Linked DNA regions of Sus scrofa: region 2 is linked to region 1. The links are chromatin contacts, called in public promoter capture Hi-C maps. All regions are on one chromosome and are shown on one strand. The core of a region is the stretch at or near the end of the contact, and the rest is flanking DNA. Distances in the headings are between cores, read along the strand shown.

The links. Promoter capture Hi-C pulls out the DNA fragments that hold promoters and counts their contacts.
Region 2: a contact with region 1 is called in a promoter capture Hi-C map of fetal liver, with 2.2 times the contacts expected there. The contact joins the promoter of LOC100156375 here to the promoter of GOT1 in region 1. A contact is called at or near these places in 1 of 5 promoter capture datasets (fetal liver) and 2 of 2 datasets of contacts at active chromatin or transcription factors (alveolar macrophages and skeletal muscle).

Annotation. Positions count from the first base shown.
Region 1 is chr14:110,634,565-110,637,089 of Sscrofa11.1, reverse strand. It overlaps GOT1 (glutamic-oxaloacetic transaminase 1), which reads left to right and starts at 1,265. Exons shown (of 9, transcript NM_213927.1): 1 at 1,265-1,435. The coding sequence starts at 1,318.
Region 2 is chr14:110,893,783-110,896,307 of Sscrofa11.1, reverse strand. LOC100156375 (cytochrome c oxidase assembly protein COX15 homolog) reads left to right here and starts at 1,264. Exons shown (of 9, transcript XM_001929331.5): 1 at 1,264-1,483. The coding sequence starts at 1,394. CUTC (copper homeostasis protein cutC homolog) reads right to left here and starts at 1,245. Exons shown (of 9, transcript XM_021072322.1): 1 at 1,035-1,245. The coding sequence starts at 1,095.

The DNA.
Region 1 (2,525 bases), core at 16-2,515:
ATACGCAATGACAATAGCTAATATTGCGGGAGTGCTTACTATATGCAACTAAACACTTCATACATATTAACTCACATAATCCCCACAACAACCATAAGGAAAGTACTATTATCTCCATTATATGGAGCATGAACAGAGAGGTTAAGTAGCTTGCCTAGATCTGCCCAGATTAGTAAATGGCAGCACTAGAATTTAAACCTAGGTTGTCTAGCTCCAGAGCTAGGTTCTTAACTGGGCATTTTCTAAAACTGTAATATTGCCAACAAGATACAGAAGCATAGGAAAGGGAGATGAATTTTAACCAGAGTGAGGGTTAAGGCATAGCTTTATGGAGGAGGCATTTGTTCTGGATCTTGAAGGTCAATAGGTGGAGAGAGGGGTTGGGGAAGGAACAGGCAGACTAAAAGAAGATTTTGGGTACCAGCCAGCTGATGGCAGCAAGATCTGGTTGAGTGCCTGTGTGGGAGAAAAGCTGGAGGGGGCGGCTGCGCCCATATTCTCAAGATCCTTGAGGATCAAGCCCTGTCAGATAGGAAGGGGAGAAAACGCCCGCAATTGGAAGAGTGGCAGAAAGGAACTCCTGGACACTTCCTCTTATCTTGCCTTGCTTTGCCTCTCGTCATGTCTTGCCTCCTGTCTGAAACCAAGGCAGGTGGCCCACCCACATTTCTCTCAGGCAGAGAAGGTCAAGGTCGCCCGCGCGGGCTCCGGAACGGCACGATTGGCAGAGGACTCCCGTCCCGAGTGCAGACGCCGGATTTGGCTGCTAGCCTGAGCCAGGCCAGGATGGGTCAGGAATGTACGCACTCTGCGGCGTGGCAGCTAGAACACCAGTTCTGTGGGTACCAGAAGGCCGGTCCTCCGGAATTCCCGCGGGCCACCGCCTGCTAATCTCTTGGCCCTTGAAGGTCGAGGAAACCGCCTCGCGGTACGACTGCCGCTCGGCTCCTTCCTTCAGCACCGGTAGGGCCAAGGAACAACAGCCTCAGTGATAGGAGGACGCTCTGCCAATCAGCCATAGACCCGCCCCATCTCGGCCGGCGTACAGTGCATTGGTTGCATCATTACCGGCCTCTGACAAGGTTCTCTTCTTGGATTGGCTAATAGCATCCCCTCCCTCCTGGCCTTTTTTGTCAGAAGCTCACGATTGGTTAACAGCTTTGCCAAACTCCCGACACGGCTCGACCATTGGAGGCCGTGGGCCCGCCCCCGCCTACTAGGTGAAGGTGAGAGTCTCCTCCAGTTGCAGCGGTTGGACGGTACCGAGCGGCTCCGGGCGCGAGGTGAAAGCTCCCGGCCGACTCCTGCTCTCTAGCTATGGCACCTCCATCAGTCTTTGCCGAGGTTCCTCAGGCCCAGCCGGTCCTTGTCTTTAAGCTCATTGCTGACTTCCGGGAGGATCCGGACCCCCGCAAGGTCAACCTAGGAGTGGGAGGTAAGGATGCAGTGCCCAAGTGTGTGAACAACCTGGGAGTGGAGCGGACCTAACTTGGGCTATGGGGACCGTAGGAGATGCCGAGGCCCACCTTGGTTCTGTCGGAGAGGTGGCAAGATCCACGAGGCTTGGTTCCATCTGCCCATTTTACAGATGGCCATATGGAGTCCTTGAAAAAGGGAGACGTATCTATGTACACACAGGAAGGTGTAGCAATCAGGACACAAACTCAGTTTTTCCGATTCTCTATTGTGTGTGTTATACTGCGTCCTTTCCCTAGGGAAAGGATGATTGAAAGGAGAGAGGGGAAAATAGAACGTTTGATATCAGGCTTGGAGACCTGATAGCTGGGGAATGGATAAAGGAGAACTCGTAGTCCTAGGGAGCGCTGATCTGGGTCGGTAAATATTTGACTGACTACCAGGTGTCAATCAGGCACTTTACCAAACCCTGTAAAAGACTGAGGCTTGGTTTTGGCTCCAAGGAGATTAAAATCAGCAGTGATAAAATAGAGATCTAAAATTCTTTCGAGACACGTTAATGCTCTTTGGGACGATCTGGGAAGAATGTGGTGGGAACGGGCAGGGATGGTGAAAGGAGTGGAAAGAATATAGATGGTGAAAAGGAGTGCGATGCATCACTTTGCACACATCTTTGTCTTTATTTCTTGTTTGTCTTTCTTGGACCTTGGATAGGTCAGAGCATGGGCCTTCAATTTGCCTTACTGCTAAGAAAAAGACTTGGACTGGAGTGCCTCTGAAATTTAACTCTAATCTTAATCTTCTCTGGTGAATGTATTATTTCTGTCACTGTCATTTGGATGTTTGAAGCCACACAGACACTCAACAACACCCAAAGACCAGCCAGGGAGAAGAGAGTGAATAGGATGATGTTCTGTGCTAGGGAACAAACTTAGAGCAAAAGGACTAGAAATTTTGAAAAGAGAAAATTGAACTGTTTTGTAGCAGAGACGCAGTGGCGAGAAGGAGGTTCAGAATTAGGTGTCTTACAAGTGACTGTGTCTGTCCATAGGACCTGTTAAAGTCTTCACCAAGGAGTATGGGGGATGAGTGAGAAGAAAGCCTTTAGA
Region 2 (2,525 bases), core at 15-2,514, 260 kb before region 1:
ACATTGGCACTTTTCTCACTCAATAGTCTTTGTTTAGGAAAGCTGTGATTTTTTTCATAAAAAAAATTTTATTTGTGCTAATATGTAATGGATTTATTATGTTTTTTCAGTTAACATTTAAAAAAATTCCTGTTTTAATTTCTAATATGGCCCACAACGTTGTAAATCTACTATATTTCAATTAAAAATTAAATTTAAAAATTTCTGTAGTTTCTGCCATGGTTAAGAATCTAAACACAGGGGGCTGGGGTGGCTGTGGAGGCGTGGGTTCAATACCTGCCCTGGGGCAGTGGTTGCCTCAGCTCCCAAGTAGTTCACATCTGCAGTTCCCAGTCTATTTCCCGGCCCGGGAAATTCCATATGCTGTGGTTGTGGCCATAAAAAATGATTTAAAAAGTTCTAACATGGCCATTACCGATAATAAATACAAGGTCTCAATTTTCTAGGAGGGTAAAGGAGTCCTGAGACCCAAAAGTTTGACAACAACTGGTTTGGAGGAACCAAGAGTTCATGTAGGAGGCAGGCAGGGACCTGGCAAATTTCCTAGCACCTGCCAAGCCATCCCACGCTGGCGCGGCAGGAAGAACTTGGGACTTGCGGCAGACAAGCTCTACCACTTGGTAGCGGTGTCGCTTTAGAGACAATCCCCGCCTCCGCTGCAGCAGCTACAGGTTATTAAGCGGTCCCCACAGGTAAGGCACTGAGCTCGGCGCTCGATATCGAACCATCACAGCAACGGGGTAACGGAGGCAACGGTATCCTCGTGTGAATGGGAAACGCGAGGCGGAGAGAAGTTAACAAAATTGAACACGGTCGCATGACGAGACGCGGTAGCTCCGGGATTCGAACCCACACATCTAGTTCCAGAGCCAGGCCGCTCTCCCCGCCAGCGCCCCGGTTTCCACACATTTCCAAGAGCACGAGAAACTATTGCCAGAGAAGTCGCAATTAATCCACGGGCCAGACCCCCAGCCAGCCCGGCCCACACCCAAAAGCGAACTCAGGGACAGCCCTTTCCCCGCCCCCTTTCGCACCGGCCTTCCCGGAGGGTATCCGCGCCCGTTTCCGCTCCGAGGAGGCCCCCTGCCTCTTCATGCTCCACGGGTTCCTCCCTCGCGCGTCTACCGTTCCCACTCGAAAGTCTGGGTCCCGGCGCGCGACTGGAGAAGCGCGTCCTTACGGCTGCGCGCACCCCTGCGCGTCACCGACGCCCACGCCCCAGCAGCCCCCGCGAGAGCCCTGTCGCTAGCGCAGGCGCAGTCTCTGCTTGCCAGGGCCTCTGAAAAGGAAGGGCGCATCTGCGTGACCCGGAAGTGCTTCTCCAGTCGGTGGCGGAGAAAGGAGACTACTGAGAGTCAGGGGGTGAAGGCGGAGGTTGTGCACTGTTGCTAGTATGCAGCGATTACTCCTTCCGCCCTTGAAGGTCTTGATGGGGAACCCGTGTCTCCGACTCCTGGTTCCTAGGGCGGCGCCTAGGACGCAGGTACCGCACCGCAGCGGACTCTTGAGTCGCGGAAGCGGGCATGGGGTGAAAGGGTTCGGCTTGGAGAGAGAGAGCAAATTCTCACAGATCACATTTCCATAGCTACTTGGAGTTAACAACATGCATCGTTGTGTTCAGGGCCCCTGCGTCCGGATCCGGACCTACCATTTACTAGCTGTGTGATGTTAGTCAAGTTGGGAAACCTTTCCGTGCCTCAGTTTAGTCATCTTCAAGATGAGGAGAACAGCTACTTCATAAGGGTTGCTGTGAGGAGTAAATAATATATATCGAGGCTTAGCACATAGTAAAAGCTTAGTAATTTTTACCCGTATTTTTAATTTTTGCTCAAAAAGTCAGATTAGCGACTATAACCCCATTCTACAGGGAAAGAGTTTGAGACTTAATTTAAATTGTCTAAGTTAATTAGAAGCAGGAAACCCAAACATGGGTCTTTGGACTCTTAGGGATAGGGTCAGAAGAGGGTGTGTATTCGCCAAACTAAAAATTATTGAGTGATTATTATGTGTTAAAAACTGGAAGCAGAAAAATAAAATACCAAAAGTCTCCTACCCTAGAGGAAATCACAGTTCATTCATTTGTCAAATCTTTATTAAGATCTTGTTATGTACCGGAACTGTGTTTGAACAAAGATTTCAGGAGGAAAAGAGCCAGACTGACCACACTGTGCTACAGTTCAAAGCTGGTGGGAGATAAAGACAAATCTCTGTGTACTGAGTGGTACATTACAGTGTGTGATGGAGAGGTGCAGTGTGCTGTGGGAGTGACCCATTGGAGACATGTAGGAGTCTTCAAACACTTCCTAAAGGAAGTGACATTTAAGCTGAGACCTGCAGTAGTTATTGTCAATCAGGAGACAAGTTGTGCCCCAGTCAGAGAAAAAATCGTTTAAAGGCCCATAGGAGAGAGAAAATAGTCCATATTTAGGTGTAGAGTTAAGTCCGGGGGAAGTATGCAGAGACCAAAAGGTTCATGTAGTGCCAGGATGGATTGGAAGAGGGAAACCAGTTGGAGGGTGGATGCA